4 separate regions of the Sus scrofa genome follow, and regions 1, 2 and 3 are each linked to region 4. The links are chromatin contacts, called in public Hi-C and HiChIP or PLAC-seq maps. All regions are on one chromosome and are shown on one strand. The core of a region is the stretch at or near the end of the contact, and the rest is flanking DNA. Distances in the headings are between cores, read along the strand shown. Region 1 has its middle 69 kb from the start of ITGB6. Region 2 overlaps RBMS1 (RNA-binding motif, single-stranded-interacting protein 1). Region 3 overlaps RBMS1 (RNA-binding motif, single-stranded-interacting protein 1). Region 4 has its middle 150 kb from the start of TANK.

Evidence for each region. A called contact is a pair of places that touch in the nucleus more often than the background predicts. HiChIP or PLAC-seq counts read pairs in DNA pulled down with a chosen protein or histone mark.
Region 1: an H3K27ac HiChIP or PLAC-seq map of skeletal muscle shows a contact between it and region 4. The contact joins two enhancer-like sites. A contact is called at or near these places in 7 of 47 Hi-C or Micro-C datasets (embryonic fibroblasts, liver, mesenteric adipose tissue and 4 more) and 1 of 2 datasets of contacts at active chromatin or transcription factors (skeletal muscle).
Region 2: a contact with region 4 is called in an H3K27ac HiChIP or PLAC-seq map of alveolar macrophages. The contact joins two enhancer-like sites. A contact is called at or near these places in 2 of 47 Hi-C or Micro-C datasets (embryonic fibroblasts and epiblast stem cells) and 2 of 2 datasets of contacts at active chromatin or transcription factors (alveolar macrophages and skeletal muscle).
Region 3: a Hi-C map of embryonic fibroblasts shows a contact between it and region 4, with 1.7 times the contacts expected there. The contact joins two enhancer-like sites. A contact is called at or near these places in 1 of 47 Hi-C or Micro-C datasets (embryonic fibroblasts) and 1 of 2 datasets of contacts at active chromatin or transcription factors (alveolar macrophages).

Annotation. Positions count from the first base shown.
Region 1 is chr15:67,188,839-67,191,832 of Sscrofa11.1, reverse strand. No RefSeq gene overlaps it. Among named protein-coding and RNA genes, the nearest start is that of ITGB6, 69 kb to the right of the region's middle. Within about 2 kb of position 1,397, at least 40 of the 83 cell types and tissues checked have an H3K27ac peak or open chromatin away from gene starts, as enhancers often do. A contact at or near this core is called in retroperitoneal adipose tissue, skeletal muscle and subcutaneous adipose tissue, where this site is marked.
Region 2 is chr15:67,250,956-67,254,186 of Sscrofa11.1, reverse strand. The region is part of intron 2 of RBMS1 (RNA-binding motif, single-stranded-interacting protein 1); the gene reads left to right. Among named protein-coding and RNA genes, the nearest start is that of ITGB6, 130 kb to the right of the region's middle. Within about 2 kb of position 1,541, at least 7 of the 83 cell types and tissues checked have an H3K27ac peak or open chromatin away from gene starts, as enhancers often do. A contact at or near this core is called in alveolar macrophages and embryonic fibroblasts, where this site is marked.
Region 3 is chr15:67,213,009-67,216,085 of Sscrofa11.1, reverse strand. All of the region lies in intron 6 of RBMS1 (RNA-binding motif, single-stranded-interacting protein 1), which reads left to right. Among named protein-coding and RNA genes, the nearest start is that of ITGB6, 94 kb to the right of the region's middle. Within about 2 kb of position 1,690, at least 7 of the 83 cell types and tissues checked have an H3K27ac peak or open chromatin away from gene starts, as enhancers often do. A contact at or near this core is called in embryonic fibroblasts, where this site is marked.
Region 4 is chr15:67,814,932-67,817,935 of Sscrofa11.1, reverse strand. No RefSeq gene overlaps it. Among named protein-coding and RNA genes, the nearest start is that of TANK, 150 kb to the left of the region's middle. Within about 2 kb of position 1,450, at least 33 of the 83 cell types and tissues checked have an H3K27ac peak or open chromatin away from gene starts, as enhancers often do. A contact at or near this core is called in alveolar macrophages, embryonic fibroblasts, retroperitoneal adipose tissue and 2 more, where this site is marked.

The DNA of each region.
Region 1 (2,994 bases), core at 148-2,647, 630 kb after region 4:
GCTCCAGCGCCACACTCATGGGGAGGAACAGCAGCTCTCTTCCACACTGACATGCTTTAGCGAAGGCTCTTAGTACAAGAGATTAACTCCTTTTACCCAAAGTGAATGAAATGTTTTAGCGTCTTACAAGATTCTGTTTCTGCTGCCCAGTGATTCTTTCCTGGTGAAAGGAGTGGGCAAGAAAAATACTCATAGCCTCCATTTCTACAATGCCTGCCCTACAGTGTGGACGATGGGCGATGTGAATTAGATACCTGGGGTTTAGAGTACATGACTTGCCAGGGCTCTCGATGGGCGATGTGAATTAGATACCTGGGGTTTAGAGTACATGACTTGCCAGAGCCGGGAGAGCCCTGCTGCCCACTGGCTCTTTGAGAAAAGAAACGGGGTCCTCTGATGATAACCAGAGCTTCAGAGAGAAAGGAGTTGGGGCCGGAGCAAAGCATGGCCTCATTGAGATCCACGCAGGCCGCTAAGAATGTAAGCTTTGTGGCCTCATGATCTGCCCCTGCCTCACTTGTTCCCAGGCTCTTTCGCCCATGACCACCAACCAAGAGGCAGGAAAGAAATACGTTGGGCACCTTAAGTTTTGTTAACATTATTTTTGTTCTCATATTTTAAGATGTTTTATGTCATTGGAGTCCTGGGACATCCAGTGGCAGTCTTTACACAAACTGATACCATTTTTTCAGAGCACCTTTTCTATCTGCAGCAGGACTGAGCCAACCAAGTGCTGATGGCTAAAACAGAGCTGTCCCTCACAGAGGATCTGTGGGGCATTTGGGGATTGACGCCACCTTACTGAAAAGCTGTGGCTCCTCCAGTGGTTAGGAGCCAGGACTCCCTCTTGGTCGGAGGTGGCCTGGGTCCGAGCATCTGGGAGGAATTCTTTCCTGGGAAGGGAGGGAGAAAGCTGGCAGCAGCTCGCAGGAAAGCAGGCTCCCTCTCCTCTGAACAGGCAGGGATGAGGAATAGCAGGGGTGGACAGGGAGCCCAGGGTTCTCACCCTTCACAGGCAGTAGCATAGGGTAAATCCACGAACCTGAATTCCACCTTCTCTCAAATTCCATAAAAGCTGATTAAAAATTCACTGGGAGAAAGGCAGTACCTCCCAGCCTGAGGGAGGGCTCAAAAATGTTCAGATCTGACGTGGATATCCTCATTCCACAAGAGTAACCAAAAGGGAAAATATCCAGCTGCCTTGGGGTAAAAGTCACAGACCTGTCGTCATCACCCCCATCCCCCCATGCACAAAAAGCTTCAGAAGATAGCAAGTGGGTGAGGAGTGAAGAGAACTCGGACCTCAGGATTAAAGAAAAGCCCAGCAGGTTCTTCCCCTCAAATAACAATGAGATGAGCTCAGCACCTCTCGTGGCGGCTGAGAACGCGGGCAACCCGGGCCACCAGCTAGGTGGCCGTTGGTAGGCGCGGCGATGCCCACGGGACTGGGAGGCTACGCCCTGCGCCCATCCTTCGTGTGGATGAACTCGGCCAGTCGATGGGATTTCAACGCGGTGGAAGTGCCCCGGAGTGGCTCAGTCTTTGTCCGTCCTGGCTTCTAACGCTTTGGGTCTTTGCAGGGCTCGGGAGTGTTCTCACTTGAGCCACTAGAGGGAGATTTTGTCGCTCTTCACCTGCAGCTGCGAGCGCCAGACCAGAGATGGCCTGGGAGGGGGCGCTGCTGATGTAAACTGAGGATCCCCGGACACAGGACACACATCGTCGGGGATTACAGGGTTCTTGAATTGGGGGTTAATTGAAAGAACTAACAAAGAGAAAATCACGTTGCCCGATGCTGGCAGCTCCCTCATGAAAGCATTGTTGCTCATATTGGAGTGTAACTTAAATGACCTTTTTTTTTTTTTTCTTGGCCGCAAATGCTGCCTGTGGAAGTTCCTGGGCCGGGCATCGAACCCATGCTGCAGCAGGGACCCGAACTTCAGCAGTGACAACGTCGGATACTTAACCCAGTTGGTCACCAGGGGACTCCTACATGTGACCTTTAAGGCTCAAGGAAGGAGGGGGCAGGGGAGGAAGTCTTGTGACTTGAGGCTGCAAAAACGTGCTGGCAGGTCTCTGGGCTGCTCAGAATTGAAAACAGGTGGCTTTGGATTAAATACCAACTTTAATGCTATTATTTTTTTTAATGTGACCGAGATTCGATCTAGGTTATTCCACTGCTCATTTACACAAGATACGGATTATCAACAAGACTGTGGGTAATTCCTACCCTCTAATATCCCTGAAGCCACTTCCTCTGCTTGAATACTTCCAGTGATGGGGCACTTCCCACCTCTCTCGACAACCTGTATCTTTGGAGAGCAGCTCTCAAACTTGTTTAAGGAGTCAAATTTGCAATTTTGTAATTTCTTTTTTTTTTTTTTTTTTTTTTTTTTTTGTCTTTTTGCCTTTTCTAGGGCCGCACCCATGGCGTATGGAGGTTGCCAGGCTAGGGGTCCAATCGGAAATGTAGCCGCCGGCCTACACCAGAGCCACAGCAATGCCAGATCCGAGCTGCGTCTGTGACCTACACCACAGCTCACAGCAACTCTGGATCCCTAACCCACTGAGCAAGGCCAGGGATCAAACACACAACCCCATGGTTCCTAGTCAGATTCATTAACCACTGAGCCACGACGGGAACTCCAAAATTTTGTAATTTCTAACTATCAGCCTTAGTTCTGCCAACTGAGAAGCCATGGGATAAGTTGATCATTGCTGTTGTTGGAAAGACAAAGCACAGTGACAGAGAGCCTATCAGTGACTGCCAGGAGTTCAAGGGGACAGGAAGATGTGCCTATAAAGGGATAGTACAGGGGAGTTTAGGAGGAGTGATGAAACTACTCTAAATGCTGATTGTGGTGGTTATACCAATCTACACATGTGCTAAAATTCATAGAAATGTAGACCCCAAAAAGTCTCTTTTACTGCATGGCCATTTATTTTTTAAATCTTTTTTTAAAATGACACAAATCAATCATCCTTCAAATGTGG
Region 2 (3,231 bases), core at 292-2,791, 560 kb after region 4:
AGGAAAAACAAGGATGTGTTACACTCGGACACAAGCTGCTCAGTGTAAAGGAACAGGAGAGAACAACAAAGGACAGCATATCCTAACTCGCTTTGGGTAGAGGTTTGAACTAATTTGTAGTCTCAGCAGAAGTATATCAGATTTGGTGACCATTCCAAATGATATTTTTTACATCTACCTGGATCCTCTCTGCCAGCCGTGAAGACCCTAAAAAAGAAATCATTCAACCTGGCTTGGAACGCCTGGCGGGATGACTCCACCTGATACATGTGCCCTCTAAAGGAGAGGGCACCAAGAACGGTGGACATCACGTGTAGTTGTACACATGCATAATGAAGATCCTGGGGGAAAGAGTCCTTCTTGACTGGGAAGTTTTTAATTGGCATGGCTGCCTGGGATACAGTTACATCAGGATTGCAAGGCCAATTAGCCCAGGGCTTAGGAAGATCCAGCCTGTGCCTTCTGCACCTGAGGAGAACAAATGAAAAGGAACCTCGAACACGCACACCTTAGCTTTCCTTCTTTTCATTTGGCAAGAGAAGAGCCAGATCATGTCACAAAATTGATTGTCACTGTTGTCTCCAGCACATTACCATTTTTCACATACAGCAATTTAAACAGTTCCCTAGGAGGTTGCTGTCCTGTAATTGTCATGTCCCAGCCTCGCTGCTTGGCTGTAACAATAAGAGAGGCCCAGCCACTTGATGAATTGGATGCTCCTGGACATTCGTGCTGCCTTCTTTCTCCCTGCAACTCTGTATTCTGAGTAAAGCCTGACAGTACTGCAAATCCTTAAATGCCTTTCCCTTTTTTATCACTTGGTTGATTAGTTTGATAATAAAATACCTACATTAAAATATATATATATTTTCCCAAAAATAATGTCTTATACATTCTCTCATCCTCTCTGCAGGCAATGAAGAGGTCACATGCCATTTCTTCAGAAACTACTCGTTTCTCTCCACTGTCCCTATGTATATAAATCATATTCTTTAGATTCTAGGCATTTCTTCCTCTTTCTTCTGCATGGAGGATTGAGGTAGAATTTAATTATCATAATTTTGCTTTTTGTTAGGTGATTAGCTGGAAAGTTTTTGGACCTTTTTATCTGAAATAAGTACCTTTTGTTTTCCCCATTCCAGGGTAAAGTCTGAGATATACATCATAGCTTTCTTATTTGGCTGAAAGACTATAATTTGGGGTTGTATTTTCCCCCAAATCATCTCGAGTCTCTGCTTTTCTTAGTATAAATTTTTAACTTGTGCTTTCAGCTTAGCCTGGAAGGGTGACCAAAAGGATGAACTTTGGATTTAAATGTTTTGTTTCCCAAAAGAAGTTTATGCTGCCTTATTTCTGCGGCCCAATCCACTCTTCATGGCCCAGGTCCAATCTTGGCTTTCTTTGGTAACAATAATCTTTTCCCATTTCAGCCAACTAGTTTCCTTAACACACATTTTCACTAGAAGTGGCTACCCAGTGAGCTGCAGGCAGACGCTGACTCAGATTCATTTTTTTTTAACTGAGCATCTACCAGAGATCCTGCGTGCTGTGGAAAGATGAGTCACTTTTCCCCTTAGCGTGAGTTTCCTTCCTCTGTAATATAGGACCAATCTCCATTGCTGGATTGTCATGAGGCTTTGGAGAAGATATGTGGGTGAAAGCCCTTAGAAACTGTGACAGTTATTTAAAAAGTTTATCCTGGCAATCAGGCACTTGTCATGGCTTCTCTCCTGGTTCTTACCGTAACTGCCTACATGTCCATTGTACACTCATTAGAAATATAAATTCCCCATTCATTAGCTCACTGTTTATTCCAGCTTGTGTTGTTGAGGACCTTAAGTGCCTTTCTACATCTTATTCTCCTGTTCTGCAACATCTCCTTATGCAATGCTGTGTCAGAGAATTGGAAATCTCGAGGTACTGTAGGTAATTGTTCTATGAGCAGTAATGGATTCCTCGTGGAACAGGATGAAAATATTTATAGAAATGAGCCCTCAAAATAATCGTCATTGCCCAATGATACAGGCATCTCGTTACACACGGTACTAGAATAGGTGCTGTATCCCTCAAGTTTTCATCTGCTTAAAATGAATGCACTTCCTGTCTCTGTTTCCTTTAAGGTTCACCATTCAGGGCTCATGCTGGAGAGTTGCACAGTTTCACTGGTCAGCTTTAAAGATACTGGTTCGTTATTATCTCCTGACTTTTCATTGCAGCTTCTGTCTGATTCTTCTGATTGAGCATCTCTTGTGTTTTATGCCCAGCACCTAGAAGGAGATTTAGTTTTTCATTTACTGAACCTAAAAGGGCTTATTCCTGTCCACACCCCATACCCTGCGTCAGTTGCATATATTTCCATCCCATCCCATCCCATCACCTTTGTAAGTGGGGTGCATGGTTTGGGAAAGGCCCGGAATCAGTTCTAGGAAGCCAGCTGCAGATTCAGGCCATTTCCTGCTTTCTTTCTGAGTCAGGGTGTTTGGAAGAGGAAACAAGCAGGGACTTGGAGCAATCAGTGAGCCCAGGGTAGGGCTGGATGTAAAGGGGCAGTTATAGCTTTCCTTTGGATACAGTTTGGAGCTGGTGTTGGCCTGGTGGGGGCCAACCCAGGTAAAAGAAAAACAAATATTTTGATAAGTTGAGCTCTGAACAGTTTAATAGTGGAAAAGGGTACTTAGTATTGACTTAAGACTTGGTCTTGTATTTTACACATGTTCTGGAACACATCCCATGTTCCTTACAAGAGAGTGGGAGCTTGTATCATTAGGGTCATACTATAGATTATATGTAAAATGTATTTTGTCAAATAAGCACCAGAGAGATAATCATGTCACATTCCTCAGTCCTCCTGTATTCTCTTCTATTCCCTCTTTTCACCCTCAGGTCAAGTTCAAAGAAAGCTTCCCACCCTCATCACCACCCATCAGTGCCTGGAATGGGGTCTGGGAAGAGTGAGTTTACCTCCCCCTGGGTAGGAGTTATATTTGAATCTCCTGTTAATGCCAGGGATGTTAACACTTACTCTTGAAAGCACCACAAACTTTACACTTACCTGGAAAGAATGTGGGGTGTGTGTGTGTGTGTGTGTGCGCGCGCGCGCGCGCATGCATAATGTATGTGTTTATACATGTAAAGCTGTGTTATGTGAGGAAACTTTCTTGTTACTTCTTTAACACCACGTCTTCAGTCTAGGGTGATTTTCTAGCATCACTGGTTTTCTGGCTCCCTTTA
Region 3 (3,077 bases), core at 441-2,940, 600 kb after region 4:
TTTCCTCAAAAGAAGTCTCCAGTGGGCTTGAGAATGCACAACAAAATTTGAACCCAGTTTCAACTTCTCTGGATTGTTTTTGGCACACATTATACGAGAAAGAGCTTTGACTTGCAGCCTGTTTTATCAGTTGCGGCTCTCTCCCCACCGGCTACCTGCATGGCTGCTCTGTCACATGAATTTCTCCATGGAGAGCATATGATTCTTTTCAGCAGAACCAGCTGAAAAACAAAAATATTATCAGGCAAGGGTAAATTGAATGAGCCTCCACTTTAATGTTTAAATACAGTGGGCTCACTGCTAGGCAGACATAGCATTTCCTAAATACAGTCAGAGGATGGTTTATGTAACGATCAAGTTGCTTAGCCGGCATACACAGAATTACCCAGGATGATTTGCATCAGAGCACTCAGATTCTTGCACGACTGGTGATTTGCCCGTGACATTAGCCAAGGAGAAGAGAAACCTGTATTAGACACAGTCCCCAAAAGACACTTTCTGCACATTGACAAGCTGAACAGTGTGACACTCTTAAGGAGGTTTCTAGATGGTAGAGCAGAAGGAGGTCAACTACACACATGAGTTGTCACTTCTTTTTTTTTTTTTTGTCTTTTGTCTTTTGTCTTGTCTTTTTTTTGTTGTTGTTGTTGTTGTTATTGTTGCTATTTCTTGGGCCACTCCCGTGGCATATGGAGGTTCCCAGGCTAGGGGTTGAATTGGAGCTGTAGCCACCGACCTACGCCAGAGCCACAGCAACGCGGGATCCGAGCCGAGTCTGCAACCTACACCACAGCACGGCAACGCCGGATCGTTAACCCACTGAGCAAGGGCAGGGATCGAACCCGCAACCTCATGGTTCCTAGTCGGATTCGTTAACCACTGCACCACGACGGGAACTCCATGAGTTGTCACTTCTGATATGCCACCCATCATCCCTCTGCCAACACACTTTTCATATCAGGGTGGTGTGGCTGGGTTCCCCAGGCCAGGCATACCCCACACTGACCTGGGACATGGAACGTAATGTGGTAGATATCTAGAGTTCCAAAAGAATCCGGTATACTGCAGCACCATGTTTTCTGCAATCCGCTTTCTGATTTTACTTTTAAAAAATCTGGTGCTTTTGTGTCTGATGTTACCGTATTTTCATTATCTTATGGTAAATTCTTCAAGCATTACTTTATAGTTGGTGTTAAAAAAAATTGCTCATGAGGCCTTTCCTTCTATCCATCCCTACCCAGTCTCATTTTTCCCTGAAAATGTTGAAGCCTTGTCCTTTGGATTTACCTTGACTTTGAGCACTGGCTGTTTTGCAGTAAGTCAGTTTTGCTTGGAAGGACCCCAAGAAGGGTCAAAAAACTGAAAACTTCTGTGGGACAATCTAGGTGAATTCCATAGAACTCAAAAATAAGTACGTCCTATTTGCTTGATAAAAATTCCATTCTGGAGAAATCATGCAGTGGTGGTTTCCCACCCAGTGGATGTTAGAAACAAGTGATGAGAAGTCCTAGTGAGAACTGATGTCCAAATTAGGAGATGTGCCCAAGGCAAAAACACTGTCGCTCATGGTCACGATTCAAGGATTTGTCTAAAAAAATGTTCTTCCAGTACCTTCCTGGAAGAGAGTACAGCCTCCAAGAAGACTAATGCACATGGCATGTTAGCTGCAGTTCTCCACAGGCTGCTTGCCCTGCTGCGCTCTGTTTTTGATTCTGTGGGAAGCGCACACAAGGTTACCCCTGGACCAAGGCCATGCATATATTCAATACTGCAGGAGGCAGTGTGATCACATCACTCTTTCTGGACCTCTTCTTGATATTAATGGAGTCTGAATAAGTCCTTGTGTGCTAAGGGCAGAGAGTTTTTTAAAAGAAAAAAGTGTCGGCGTTCCCATCGTGGCTCAGCAGAAACGAATCTGACTAGTATCCATGAGGATGCAGGTTTGATCCCTGGCCTCACTCAGTGGGTTAAGGAGCAGTATTGCCATGAGCTGTGGTGTGGGTTGCAGACGTGGCTCAGATCTGGTGTTGCTGTGGTTGTGGTGTAGGCTAGCAGCTGTGACTCTGATTTGACCCCTAGCCTGGGAACTTCCATATGCTACAGCTGCGGCCCTAAATAGACAAAAAAAAAAAAAAGTGTCTGGTCACCACCATGTTCATGCACATTCCCATTGTTGCAATGGCATCATTCGGCCACATTGTCCAGAGCTTTGCCTGGGTCATGGAAGAGCTCCAGTGAAGTGCGTACATGACTGCTGGCCAACTCCATCCAAAGACCTAAGCTTGTTTTACATCTGCTTTCTGTGTTACTTTGACTTTTCAGATTGGGTACATGCCCAGGAGGGCTTGAAAACTGCTCTTACCCACATTCTGGAATGTTCTTTACATAGGGAAAGTTACTAGGGCCTTATCCTCTGCGAGGAGACAGAAAAGGTAATGTTTAGAGGAAAAATTACAAATCTAGTAAAAAGGCTGGAAATCTTTCACGGGTTTTTATTGCCCGTTTCGTTTCCTGAATGTTTGTCTTAAGCCCTGTTACTGTACTAAAAACAGAAAATTTTGGCACCTCTAGGACAAGAGAAATACTTAAAGACACGTGCGATGCTCCTGGTACCTCTAAGACAGTGTGATCATACCTTTGGGACTGTGACGTGTTCACGTCTCCCTCACCCAGTGTGTACAGTAGAGCAGGGTCTAAATGTGCATATTGTTGAGCTGTTCCCTCCACAGGCTGGAAGCTTATGAGTAAATCATTGCCATGAAAGCAAAAGCGCTGGAACCATCCTGGGAGGCCAGGGGGGTGAGGGCTGTCTTGCAGAACCAAAACCCCCATACATTCTCTACCAAGGAAGGAAGTCTGGCTTTTACAAGGGACCACACCTAGAAGTGTGCCAGTGTTTTAACTCCCGAGTGCTTTGAATGCCACGTCAGGCTTACGATGAGACTGCGTCAGGCAGCTGTTACCACCCTGGATGGTGACACACACACCCCCCAGCAGTCCCCCTCCAGTCACCTTTCTACACCTTTCTACTCAGGTTCTGCCAGAGACGAACAATAAATCATGGAGTAAGATTTTAT
Region 4 (3,004 bases), core at 201-2,700:
AGAACTGCATGAGGATAAAAATTAGATGTTAATTTAAAATTGAGGCTTTCAACACTAAAAAGTACTGATTATGCTGATACAGTTACCTTCTATTTTTTATTATTTTTTTGTCTTTTTGCTATTTCTTTTGGGCCGCTCCAGCGGCATATGGAGGTTCCCAGGCTAGGGGTCGAATTGGAGCCTTAGCCACCGGCCTACGAAAGAGCCAGAGCAATGCGGGATCCGAGCTGCGTCTGCGACCTACACCACAGCTCACGGCAATGCCGGATCCTTAACCTACTGAGCAAGGCCAGGGATCGAACCTGCAACCTCATGGTTCCTAGTCGGATTCGTTAACCACTGCACCATGACGGGAACTCCTATAGTTACCTTCCAAAAGCAAATTTTTTTGCTCTATGTAATTATCCCAGCTAGGAAAACTATCGCCAAATAGTCAAATAAAATAAGTGGAAATGAAATGAAATACATGTACAACTCACTGTCAGAACAGGAAAGGATGCTGATCATCAACCCCTTACCCTTAGTTCCATGAAAATATTTTTATTGGCTTAAAAAAGAATATATCATTGTGTGTATTTTTAAAAATCAGAGACATCTTGAATTATCAAAGAAAACTTTACAGAACACTGAAACCTACCAAAAATAGGCTGGGGGAAGTTGAAAGGAAAGCAACATCTGATTGATGGTTAAATTACACAACACTGTCACTTCCTTGACAACTGAAGGACGTTTCTCGTTTGTGTGGAGAAACCTCTGCAGTGTTTGCAACAATAAATTTGTCGGTTTAGTGTATAGCTGAAAATATTCACTAGGGGGCAGCCTCTCACTGAAATGCAAGAGAGACTGCCTGCATCATCTGATTTCAATAAGAAACTGGCCCAGGGAGGCACACATTCTCGGCACAGCCTCTAAAGGGAAATTTATGCATCTATAAAATGTTGAATCAGCACAGTCACTCAGTGGCCAGTAAAGGAAGGAAAAAGTCTTGCATAACATTAAAAGCCCAGCATCAATAGATGCTTAGCTGTATGGACGGTGTGTGCTTTGAACACAAAACCTTTGCTGTGTGTGTGCTGAGCGTTTGGCTACTGTCAGGTTTTTTAAGTCATAGTTGATACACACACACACACACACACACACACACACACACAAAGCCACCATGCAAGTAAACGTTTTATAGTTGGGAAGGAATTGAAACAAGTACGGATTGATTTTTCCTTAACCGCTTAAACCCTAGGTTTAAACTGAATGGAACGCTGTGGCCAGGCTGTTCCTTCACCGCTTCCTGACTTTTGTATGACCCTTTCTACCAACCTATTGTTTTTCCTTTTTGCCACTCTTTCTCTTGCGTTTTATATTCCTCAAGTGATCTCACCTAACAAAATCAACAGCCCGTGTCCCGAGGAGAGTCGTGACTGTGTTTTTTTAACCGGGCTCTGAATGGTCTCAGCATTACTCAGAGGCAATATTTGAAATGTGATACTGCCCAGTTCCTCTGCAAGCCAGCAGGGCTGCCAGGCCTATTGTGTCTATGATTGTAAATGCATCTGAGAGCCCCTGAGCAACTGGTGTGACCTTGTGTGGTCCGGGAAGCTGGGAACTGGGACAGAGCAAGGGTGGCCAGGCACATTGTAACCCAGGACCCACATGCAGCATAAGCTGAGCATACAGATGCTTGTGGAAACGTGGGGGCCACCCCTGCAGCCTGGTATGGAAATGGAGCTTGAGAAGAGGAAAGAAAAGGAATCCGTTAGACTAGAGGTGGGCATCCACAGAAACTAGGGCCCACAGAATCAATAATTATTCCCTAAGCTGGAGGCTAGAACTTGTGGCAGTTAGAAAGCATGGCTGGGTATGGGCTCTCTAGCCAGACTAGAGTTTGAATGCTAGCTCTGTCTATTGCTGGCTGGCTGTCTTTGGGAAGGTCACTTTTTTGTGCCTCAGGTTCTTTGTCTGGAAAAGGAGTGCTTAGAATAGTGCCTGGCACATGAGTTCAATGAAAGCAAACTATTATTATTATTGTTGTTGTTGTTGTTACTGTTATTAGGATGCAGAAATGAGGGAAGAGGACTTCATAAAAAGTCAGTTTCCTCCACTGAAAAATGGGGGTAATAGCAGAATCCACTTTATAGAGGTGTTGTAAGATTTAAATAAGCTACCATATGTGAAGTGCTTAGAAGAGTACTTATCAAATAGTAAGTGCTCAATAATTAGTACTGCTATTAGAAACCTAGATAGAGACAACGCTACTTTCTAAAGAGTTGTGTGAGGAATGCATATGTGTTCACTGTATTGTCATCACCCAGGATGCTCAATAAATGTCTGTTCATTTTATTTCTTAACTTGATAATCCTGTTGCTTGGGTCACTTAGTATCCATGTGTATCAGAGGGAAAACTAATTTCAACAACAGGGAGCAAGAATTTACATATAATCAGTCCTATAAAGCAGTGGGTCAACTATTTGATATCTGGGAGCATCTTTGGCAATCTGAAGATAGCTATGGACTCATACCCTAGGAAAAAGCATACACTTGCACACCATTTTACATACACACTCAGAAGTTTTTAGGCATGTCTTGTAGGGAGTCCATAGGAATCCATGAATCTGGGACGGGGAGGTAGCTAAGAATTCCTGTAAAATACAGAAGAATATAACAGGAAGAGATGATTCTTTTTTTTTTTTTTTGTCTTTTTAGGGCCACACTCGAGGCGTATGGAAGTTCCCAGGCTAGGGGTTGAATCGGAGCTGCAGTTGCTGGTCTACGACACAGCCACAGCAATAATGTGAGATCCAAGCTGCATCTGCAGCCTATACCATAGCCTGTGGCAACACTGGCTCCTTAAGCCACTGATCAAGGCCAGGTATTGAACCCACATCCCCACGGATACTAGTTGGGTTCATTGCCACTGAGCCACGACAAGAACTTCCCAGAAGAGATGATTCTTAATACAGATTTCATCAGTAAGAATAGGTTTAGAAAGATACCCTCAAATCAGCTCAAG